3 separate regions of the Sus scrofa genome follow, and all the other regions are linked to region 3. The links are chromatin contacts, called in public Hi-C and promoter capture Hi-C maps. All regions are on one chromosome and are shown on one strand. Each heading gives the region's core, a stretch centred on a gene start, on an enhancer-like site or on the middle of the called end of the contact. The rest is flanking DNA. Distances are from core to core; before and after follow the strand shown.

Region 1 (3,562 bases), core at 875-3,374, 130 kb after region 3:
CGGGCAGAAGGAAACCCCCAGTGACACGCTCCCCTAGGGGCATTGCCATGTTCCACACCAGCAGGCAGGAGTCTGGCAACACCTGGTCCATGCGCACGAACACCCGCTCCAGGTTCTCTCGGTAGGCCTCCATTGAGCAGCGGCCGTACCTGTCGAATAGCACAAAGGGTGGGCAAGAGCAAAGGAGTGGATGGCCTCTGAGCCACGTCTCCCTCCCTCCCTGCCATCAGGATTTGCCTCTCCCCCTCCCCCAAACCTGGAGAGATCCCAGAGGCAGGAATTGATGATCACTAGGTCTGGGGCAGGCCCACAGGTCAGCTCCTCCAGGACTCCCTCGAGGTACTCGGAGTAAACACGGGTGAGGAAGTAGAAGCGCACAAGGTGGTGACCAGAACCCGAGCAGAACTGGCGGACCTCCCGGTACTGTGTCCCATTGTGCAGTTCGCCCAGCTGACCTCCAGCCACCAGCTGGTCCTGTTCAAAGCTCAGCTCCCCCTGCCCACCCCCCCGCACAAGCTGGTCAGACCCAGGCCAGAAGGAGGAGGACCCTACCAGGCCAGGATCTGGGCCTGCCCATCACTGGCATGGCCACCAAACGTCCCTCACCTTGGCTTTCAGCTGGGCAGCTGTGAGCAGTGAGTCTTTCTGGAGCAGGAGCACTAGGTCCTTATACACAGCCCGCTGGACTGCAGGGAGACCGAGATCCTGAGGCTGAGAAAGGCCTCACTCCATCCCAGCTCCTTCCAAATCCAGGCCTCCCATCATCCCAGGGCTGGGACTGCCCAAGACCACCTTTGTGGAGGGTTAACTTAGAGGCAGGAGAAAAGGTGAGGTTACAAAGTCCTGGCATTGCCCAGTTACCTCTAGCTGTACACCACTCCTCAACTTAATATGCAGTGACCCAAGATCACCTGGTAGAAGTAAGTCTGTCAAGTCACCCAAGAGACAAATACAACCCACCGCTTCCATGAGGGGAATTTGTGGAGGACTGTCAGGAAGAAAAATGCTGAGCAAGGAAGGGGTGAAAAGCTTGACAAGCTACATCTGTCAGGACATCTACAGAAGTCGTTGGGAAAATGAAAAGAGAAAACCTAGTGGACTGGAACAGACTAAGGATCAGGAAGGAAGTTTGAGATGGTGACAAAGGGGCCAGATGCAGAAAACAGGCTGCAGGTGCGGGACTGGGAAGTGTGATTCTAGAAGGGCACTCACTTGAGTCCCCCAAGATGACCACGAACTTGTTGTGTAGTAGCTGCTGAACTTCCGAGGCCTGGAAATGGACCATGGTGCTTCGCAGCCGGCGGCGCGGCTCGTTGTTCTCCAGGCAGAAGACCATGCCGCCGCAAGAACGACGGGCTGCAGGGAGTGGCCACTAAGCCACGAGAGGGCCAGCACTCAGGGCAGGTTGGCCTCACAGCCCACCCCGAGGTAAATGAGACCTGCTCTGGCCCTTCTCGGGGTGCTCAGGGCTACAGGGTCCAGGTGGAGGCAGCAGAGTGGGGTCCATGGTGGCACCGACCTCCATACACTTGGCACAGGAGGTCGCCAGGCCCTTGGGCCTCGCGTACACCGAAGCGCTTCCAGAGCCGCGCCACCCTGCGCACTGCCTTGTGCCCGCCGCCTCCCCGCGCATGCGCGTGCGCTCTCTCGCGCCGATTACCGAGTCCCGGGGCTCCGCGCCGTTCACCAGCTACCCGGGCAGGCCCGCCAGCGCGCCTTGCCCGCGGCGGGCTCAGGGCTGGATTTCATGTTCCCGCGCCCGAGGAGGCCGATCGGTTCAGCACTGCCTCTGCCCCGCAGGGGCTGTGCGCCCCGGTTAGCGGTCGGTGCGAGGCCCGACGCCCAGCGCTCTCCATGCAGGAGTCGCGGAGGCCCGACGGCGCCTCGGGCCTCCGGACCCCAGGCGGCGACGTTCACAACTCCCACTTCCGGTCACCCATGTCCCGCCCTGCCCGACCCCGCAACACCCGAGGGGACGATAGTGCGGCGGGGCGAGCCGCCGCAGGGAGCAGGAGCCAGGGCCGGGCCCGCCCGGGCGGCCGCCAGGCCCGGGCGTGGGCGGGGACGCGGCCGCAGCCAAGTGCAGCCGCCCACAGTGGGGATGGTTGTGGCGGCAGCCTAGACACGTGACCCAGACGGGCGGAAGCGGAAGTGGAAGTGCCCTTCTGGAGCCCGCACTAGGCGGGTGTCCGCTCCGCGCTGGCCAGCCACCTCCTGCACTGGCCATGGACTGCTACACCGCGAACTGGAACCCGCTCGGGGACTCTGCCTTTTACCGGTGAGCCGCCCCGCCCTGCCTCCCACGGCCCACCTTACCTTGCTCGCTAGCTGGCTTAGTCTCCGGGCGGAGCCGGCAGCGTAAGTCCCCGTCTCTACGGGCGCTGGGGTCCGCCCCTCGCCGGTTCTATCCCGGCGTCTACCACTTAACGCACAGCAGCCTAGGGCCCGGCCTTCCCCTGTTCCCGAGAAAGAAACTAAGGCACACCCGGTGGTCACACAAGGAGGGGTACAGCCCAGCGGTGAAGTCCAGGACTGTCAGCCTCCATAAGGATGCTTGGATCACGTTGAGGGTGGCCGCCCACAGGTGACAGTGAGCGCCGAGTCTCCTGCCAGGAGGTTCTGCGGAAATCAGACCACAGGGGCGCTCCTAGGGGGGAGTAGACCTCACGGCGGGAAGGGTAACAGTGCTAACCAAGACTGGGAGAAGGAAGCGAGTCGTCAGGGAATCCAGGGACAGGGCGAATGAGGACCCCATGTTGGAGCAACCCTTTCATGGGAGTCGTAGAGCCCTAAACCACTAATCTTTCTAAAGTGTACACCAATAACGTCATTACCCTGGTTAGGATTTTTTTCAGTGACTTCTCTTTGAAGTAAGATAACGTACAAATTTCTTTTGTGTTATAGCTGTATAACTTCAATCTCATTTGCCTTTTTCCTACCGAGTCTGTGTTCCAGTTGCAAAGAACAGGGCTCCCACACAGCACAATGTTAAAAGGCTCCCTGTGTTTGCTCTAGCCTGTGGTTCCTAATGCAGGACCTGCCTTTTCCCTCTTTACCTCACTGGAGAATTTTTGCTCATCCTTCAGAACTTAGTTAAAGGGTTCTTTCTGAAACTTTCCCTGATCTAATCTCAAAAGAGTTGACTTTCACCTGACCTTCTCTTTGGGCCTCACAGGACCCAGTGCTAGGGTCTGTTATGAATGACACAGTAGGGAAATATTTGTATAGGTTTCTTCTGCTAAACCAAATTCCTTGAGGGCTGAGAGCATATTTCTTGTATCTCTTTATCTTCAATGCATATTTAGAACGGTGTCTCCTATGTAGTAGTTGCCTAATAAAGTTTTTTTTTTAAGACTGTTGATTGTGACTAAAGATCACCAAGACATTGCACTGGGGTCTTATTTCAGTAGAAGACAACTGTTTGTGCTAGTGAAACTACCATTGTTGTTCACATATTAAAACTTTTCAACGTCGTTTTTGTATGTTTGTTTGTTTTGCTTTTTAGGGTCACATTTTGCAGCATATGGAAGTTCCCAGGCTAGGGGTTCAATCGGAGCTGCAG
Region 2 (3,284 bases), core at 574-3,073, 160 kb after region 3:
TGGCCCAGGAACTTCCATATGCCCAGTTCCTGGCCCAGGAACTTCCATGTGCCTTGGTGTGGTAGTGTAGGTCAGATGATAAGGCAAGCCTGGCGGGGTTTGGTTCTAGGATGCTGTTATCTTAGCTACTCAGGTACCTCCTGAACTCACAGTTATAATTTTTCCAGGGTTTCCAAACACTTGGGTTCAGGCTTTTTCACTTTTCCATTTGGTGTGTGGATAGAGTGAGTTTGGGCTTGCTAGGTAACTGAATGGCTGCTGTGTAGGAGGACCTGCCCTCATTGGCTGCCCCTGGGATCTAACAGGGTGTGTGGCCTCTGGATTTTTGGGCTGGTGAGTCTCTCCAGCAGAGGAGTCATGGATTTGGCCATTTCACAAGATCTCTGGGCCAGCCCTGCTGAGAGGGAGTGGGAGACACAACTCCCACTCAAGGAGGGACTTCCCTGCCGGGGAGGTGATGCCCTGAAGAAGGCCGGCCACACCCTGCATTCCCAGTCCGTGGCCCTGGTTAGCACATACTCATTCCACACATACGGGGCAGCAAGGCTCACAGTTTCCCAAATTGACGCCGCAACTGCAGGTGGTAGTGGAGACTGCAGGTGGTAGGAGCACGAACACCATGGAAGCGGCAGTTGATGTGGACTTTTCCAGAGCCGAAATGTCCTCGCCAGGAAAAAGAATTACCACCAGCCACAGACCCTTTCCCCTGGGGCGCGCATTACATGGGGCTCTGTCCCACTAGGGATGGGAGAAGGGGGCTCTGGGGTTGAGAGCCTGGAGCAGGCTGCAGGTCTGGGATGAAGCGCCTCCCAGCAAGCTCCGCTTAGACACTGCTGTGCAATCTGTCCCCAGCCTACAGACTCCCAGCCGCTCTCCCTATGTGGGTCTTGGTAGGTCCGAGGGACCCCGTGTGGGAACTACAACTAGGTGAGTGTGCCACCCACCACGATTCTGAATTGGCCTTCAGCCGCACATCCCGAAATCCTGCAGCCCGGGACCCGCTGCTGCCTGGCGAACGGACGGATGGCTTTGAGGCGCCCGCGTGCGGCGGAGCGAGGCTGAGAAGGACGTCTGAGCCTCCCTCCCGGTGGCTGGGCTCCAGAAAGAGACGCGTCTCCGGGTCCTCTCTGCGCTTTGAACTTCTCCTCCCCTCCAGGCCTATCACAAACGGCCCTCCCAACCGTGCTTCTACCCTGCTCGGTGCAAGCCAGGCCCCGGTCGGCGCATCTGGACAGCTACGGAGATTTTCCTGGGGCTCGGGTGGGGATGGCGTAGGCTGACTTCATGTAACACGACAGTCACGGATCCAGGCCTCTTCTAGGGGCTTTGCAGGTTCCTCTCCCTCCCCAGTGAGAGCCTCCATCCTTTAAATAGCTTGCAGCAATTAGAAAAGGGGAAACAATTTTTTTTGGAGAGGAGCGAAAAGACGGCTTTTGAGTTCCAGGCCGCCCTGATCTTGAGACGTTGGTCTAACTTTTGTTTGGCCTCAGTTTCTGCATCTGTACACTGGGAAGAGGGCCCACGTTCAGGGGGCTGGGATGCAGAAAGGAGGGAAGCGTTGGTGCACGGTCGGTCAGTGCACCTGGAATCCCGCTTCTCCCAGGATTGGGTCGCCTCGGGGCGCACATCTCCCAGGCCCCTATGAGATAGTGAGACCCTGAGACCCGGGTCTGCGCCCTAGGCTGGCGGGCAACCGAGCGCTCTGAGGCGCGCAAGGGCGGGGCCCGCGAGGGCTGGGAGACGCCCTTTCGGCATGGGCCAACCGGCGCCTGTCTCTGAACCGCCAATGAGGAAGCGTCTTACAGCCAAGGCCGGGTCTGGAGCAAGGCTGCGGCGAGTGCGGCGCTGACAGAGACGCGCGCGCGATCTTGCTCGGACCCGGGGCCGCCGCCGCCGCCGCCGCCGCCGCCATCACCGTCGTCCGCTCAGTCACCCCTCAGCCGCTTCCCCTGGCCATGGAGGCGAGGCCGCCGCCGCCGCCGCGGGGCTCCGAGCCGCGGGCCGGGCGGCGGCCCTGAGGGCGTGTGGCGGGCCGAGACGCCGCCGCGGCACCGAGGCGGAGCCGCCGTCCTCGTCCCCGGCGATCCCGCCCAACGCCGGACTCGGTGAGTGTTCGCTGCGGCGGCCGCCGCCGCCCCGGCGGGCTCAGGAGTGGGGGCGACTCCTGGGCGCGGTGGGAGGGGTTCCCAGCCGGAGCCCAAATCCCGTTTTTCCGGGCAGGATCCATCCGGCTTCTCCAGGGATCCCACATCCTTGCGCTGTCCGGGGGGCGGGGCGGGGCGGGGGGGGGTTCCCCGGAAACGCGCCGGCCCCGGGCGCAGACCCCTCTCACTGCCCGGGAACTTTGCGTGCGTCCTCCGGTGGCCGGGCCGGGGCTGCCATAGTTCATACTGAACGAAGAATTTTGGACAGTGAAATCGAGTTTGCCCAGGTCCATTTAGTGGGAAGAAAGAGGAAAACTCTGGGCATAAGAAAATTTGCTCTTGCAGTGACTAACTTTTCTTTTCCTTAAAAGCCCCCTGGGCCCTTCTCCTCGGCCCCTCTTTTTTCCGTCCACTCCCTACAATTGGGGCCGCTTAAGAAGGAAAGTAGGGGCTCAGAGCTGCCCAGAATTCAAAATGAGCCAATTGGGGATGTAGGTGCCCTCCCTTTTGCTTTTGGTGAATAACACAAAGAATATCGTTTTTTGAAAAATTAGTTCTTCATTGGAGTTTCTGAAGATGAAAATAGTAGCAGAGCTGAGCCCAGTGTTGAGGGTCTTTTGTTTTTGAGGGCAGTGAATGATGTTTGTAAGACAGAAGAGGAATGTTCACAGTCTCTAGGAGGGTGAAAAGTCTTAGAAACCTTTGCTTAGGGTAGGGATCCCTGCTCTAGAACCAGTCACATCTTCTGCAGGATCTCCTCACTTGCCACCTGCTTGCTGTTAAGGCAGCTCTAGAGCCAGAAGATGGTGGGTGAGGAGAGGATTGGCGGGGAGCTTGGTGGTGGAAGATGGGAGAGCATCTTCCTGCCTGGCCACTCCTTTAGAAAACACAGATCTGATGCTGTCACTTGTTTACTTAAAACTCCCTGGCTTTCCTTTTCCCATGGGATGAATGAAGCTCAGAAAGCCTAATCAGGTCATGCAAAGCCCTTGACAGTCTTACCTCAACTTACATTTAGCTTAATCCTTCCATTTTCTTTCCCTTCTTCCCTCTCTTCACATGTTTGGATGCTTTTGCATGTGCATTCCTTCTTCCTCCCCACCTTTACCTGCTAAGCTCCACCTCTTCTGTTAAAGCCCT
Region 3 (3,501 bases), core at 191-2,690:
AGAAGGATTCTCCCCAAGCCTTCAGAGGGAGATCCAACAACACCTTAATCTTGGAATTCTAGCCTCCAGAACTGTGAAAGAATAAATTTCCGTTATTTTAAGCCGACGGGTTTGTGGTCATTTGTTTACAGCAGCCCTAGCAAATGAATACAGTCAGTGAGGAAACGTCTGACAGGTGGCCCCAAAAGGAGAACATTGTGGGCAGAAGGAAGCATAAGTCAAGACAGTACATGTATGTGGAAACGAACATAGTCTGGTGTAACCAAAGCACAGAATAAGTGTTATAGAAATGAAGCCAGGAAAGATCAGTTCATAAAGAACTTACTTTCCTATACCAGGCTGGGCCTGGCAAAGTCACGCTGGTCCCAAGAGAAGAGATGTAGAGGATGAACTGTAGAGACAGAACTGAAAGCTAAAAAATCTAATGAGGCAATTACAGTAGGGAAGCAGAAGGAAAATTAAAAGAAAAGAGGCAGTTAGAAAGCCATTCTAGAACCACAGTAACAAGATTTGATGACTCATGATGTAGCCCCATGACGGACTCCAAACCCTTGGAGCCTTCCTGCATAGACAGCAAGAGAGCTACACGACTTCTCAACTCCTGGGTTCCCAAATGAAAGGAGCAAATGGCCACTAATCAGTGGGAGCTGGAAGACAATGGATTAGTGAGTGCTGAGGGAAATTTAACGAACATTTATTTGTTTGATTTTAAATAACACGTGGGCAAGGTAGCAAGGGAGCAAACATACCAATTATGGCCACTTTGTTCTCCTTCATCGAACTCAGCACCTGCTCCAGCTTCTCCTCGGATGCCATATTCTGCACCTCGCTCAGGTGATGTTCCTGGAACTCCACCGGGACAGAGGCCGCCTTCAGGGGCACGTGCCAAAAATGGCAGGGTCAGAATGGAATAAGTCCTTTCCAGCCCAAGCCATGGTCCCTGCTGGCGGATTCCCCCGGGTCATTCACCTTGAAAACCTCCTTGACAGCGTGCATCAGCTCAGGCCCCACGCCGTCTCCTGGCAACATAGTCACGGGAAAGGCGCCTTCCACTCTCACGTCCTCGGCCTGCAAACCGGGTCAGCAGGGCTAAAGCTGGAGCGGAGGCAGCGGTCGTGGCGGGGCGCGGGGACGCTAGGAGAGGAGGGGTCAGGGGCGTGGGTAAGACAGAGCAGGACTTGCGCTTACCTGGCTCCGGGAGGCGGCTTGCGCCACGACCGAGGTACTCAGGCTCCTCCATGCTCCGGGGTTCGCGGCGGCGACCAGCGCCTGCACAGACACACACGCCTTTGAGGTCAGGTCTGGGACCCTCAGAGCGGGAATACTTCAGTGAGCCCGCCACAAACAGGCCACCCTCCCACCCGCCCCGGCGTGTCCCGGTCCTCACTCGGGTCAGCCAGCGGACGCCGCTGAGGGCCGCCATGTTCGCCGTAGGAAGTCGCGGGAAGGTGACGCCGGAATCCAGCGCGGCTCTGCGCCTCTACTTCCGGTCCGGCGTGGGTGCCGGGTGGCTCTCTCTTTTCCTCCAACACAAAGCTCGTGCTTACTTTTCATCCTCCTGCGTTAGGTACTCCTACGCACCCCTTCCCCTGGAGGCTGATGCGGCACAGAACCGCTTTGTTCCTTCCTTTATTTTCGGTCACCCTGTTTATGTTGAAACTTAAAAATAACATTAAAGGAAAATATGAGGTTTCATTTTTATCAAAGGAGGACCTAAGTTAAATAACGAGTTGAAAAACAATACTGAAGAATCTGTCTTAATGTTTTGTGTCTTCACGTTTGTTAATCTTTTAACCAGTTCTCACTGAACAGTCCTGTGTCCGACGCTAAAGGCGTTAATGAACCACATGGTCGGTAGGAGCAGGTGTGTATGTCTGGCTTCAGTATCCTAGCCTACTCAGTTACTTTGTATTAATCAGGTTTGCTGGTTGTTTGTTGCTACCTGGTCTCGTTCTGTTTCGGTGGGGGGTTTGGGGGAGGTTGTTTTTTTTGTTTGCTTGTTTTTTATGGCCGCACCCGCCGCATATACAAGTTCACAGGCTAGGGGTGGAGTGGGAGCCTCGGCTGCCAGCCTACACCTAAGCCACAGCAACGCCAGATACCAGAGGCGTCTGCAACCAACAGCACAGGAGGCAACGCCAGGTCCTTAACCCACTGAGCGAGGCCAAGGATCTAACCCACATCCTCGTAGATACTAGTTGGGTTCTTACCATTGAGCCACAACAGGAAATTCCCTGGTCTTGTTCTTTGATCTGACATTTGTTTCCCTAATAGGGTATCTGGGGCCTGAACGCCCCTAAGCAGGATTATAATTGGAGACTGAAATTACTTCAAGCATGTAAGTATGACTAAAAGGGAATTTCAGAGTGATTTTTAAAATTCCCATCACATGCTGTTGACAAATAACATGCTTAAAACAGATGACACAAGTGGACCAGGGGCACTTGATAAAAATGCAGACTTCTGAGTTCCACCCCAGACTTGCTGAATCCAAATTGCAAGATTGGGGCCCCAGAAAATACATCTGCCTCTCCCAGATGTTACGCACAAATTTAAGAACCATTAATTAGATTCTCTAAGCTTTGTAAACCTCATCCTCTACGCTTTGTAAACCTCATCCATCCAAAAAGTGTAGGGCATTCCCTCAGCCTAAGGGAGAGTATGTGTGGTTCTCATCTTGGGGACCAAAGATAGGCTTTGTGCCTCTTTTTTGCATTCCTTTAAGCAGAGCATTCTCTACAGTTGTGGGGTGAAAAGATTCAAATTAGATAATAAACGTGTAAGAAACTTAAACGTACTGTGTAAATAAAGGCTGTTATCATAGCTAATATAATTCATCAGTGTATAATATTAATGTAATATAGTCCTCCATCTTCAGAATCAAAACCAGAGAGCAGCACCAGCTTGCTGCCATAGACTCCCTAGTCCCAAGTCCCACACTGCTATTGCTGTCCACCAGCGTTTTTCTCTTCCAAATATTCTTCTTTCTAAAGAAAAAAAGTGGAAGATTTAGACTTTTTAAAACCTGTATTTTCTGTTACTTTAGGCAACTTAGGGTGGGAAAGGAAATGTACCATCTTGGTCCCATCTCTGATCATCTAATTTTAATCCCAGAAAATATTAACTTTCATGAGCGCAAGACCAACATTATTTCCATCCCTAAATTCTGCGCAGATCTGAGCCCAGCTTGACCAATAATATCTGCTAATTGATACAACACCATGGGATGTCAGAAGGGTGAAGGGAGCTAATGAAGGGTACCAGTTGATTCAGGCCAAGGAAATGTGACCATCACTGTTGCCACCTAAAGATCGGCACTGGCCATCTGCCTCTACAAGAATTAAATCACAAGCTGCTGCAACCGCTGTCCTTCAACACACTCTGAAAGGAGTTCAGGGTGGAGATTGGGAATGAGGCACTTCATGCTCTACGAAAAGCTAGCAGAACAGGTGGTCTTTAGATAGATATTTTCAGGAGAAGATTTTATGAGCCCAATTCTTG

Evidence for each region. Promoter capture Hi-C pulls out the DNA fragments that hold promoters and counts their contacts. A called contact is a pair of places that touch in the nucleus more often than the background predicts.
Region 1: a contact with region 3 is called in a Hi-C map of fetal liver, with 1.7 times the contacts expected there. The contact joins the promoter of VPS16 here to the promoter of IDH3B in region 3. A contact is called at or near these places in 3 of 5 promoter capture datasets (fetal skeletal muscle, liver and skeletal muscle), 25 of 47 Hi-C or Micro-C datasets (adipose tissue, alveolar macrophages, embryonic fibroblasts and 13 more) and 2 of 2 datasets of contacts at active chromatin or transcription factors (alveolar macrophages and skeletal muscle).
Region 2: a promoter capture Hi-C map of fetal liver shows a contact between it and region 3, with 2.2 times the contacts expected there. The contact joins the promoter of PTPRA here to the promoter of IDH3B in region 3. A contact is called at or near these places in 1 of 5 promoter capture datasets (fetal liver), 4 of 47 Hi-C or Micro-C datasets (embryonic fibroblasts, omental adipose tissue, retroperitoneal adipose tissue and 1 more) and 1 of 2 datasets of contacts at active chromatin or transcription factors (alveolar macrophages).

What each region holds. Positions count from the first base shown.
Region 1 is chr17:32,824,536-32,828,097 of Sscrofa11.1, reverse strand. It overlaps VPS16 (vacuolar protein sorting-associated protein 16 homolog), which reads left to right and starts at 2,124. Exons shown (of 24, transcript XM_003134328.4): 1 at 2,124-2,278. The coding sequence starts at 2,226. It overlaps PCED1A (PC-esterase domain containing 1A), which reads right to left and starts at 1,917. Exons shown (of 8, transcript NM_001243864.1): 1 at 1,661-1,917; 2 at 1,213-1,372; 3 at 607-686; 4 at 257-495; 5 at 1-149. The coding sequence starts at 1,336.
Region 2 is chr17:32,795,634-32,798,917 of Sscrofa11.1, reverse strand. It overlaps PTPRA (protein tyrosine phosphatase, receptor type A), which reads left to right and starts at 1,823. Exons shown (of 22, transcript NM_001244485.1): 1 at 1,823-2,105.
Region 3 is chr17:32,953,056-32,956,556 of Sscrofa11.1, reverse strand. IDH3B (isocitrate dehydrogenase 3 (NAD(+)) beta) reads right to left here and starts at 1,440. Exons shown (of 12, transcript NM_001044575.2): 1 at 1,388-1,440; 2 at 1,189-1,269; 3 at 970-1,068; 4 at 750-870. The coding sequence starts at 1,423. LOC102158952 (a long non-coding RNA gene) reads left to right here and starts at 1,482. Exons shown (of 4, transcript XR_002339868.1): 1 at 1,482-1,567; 2 at 1,799-1,864; 3 at 2,275-2,338.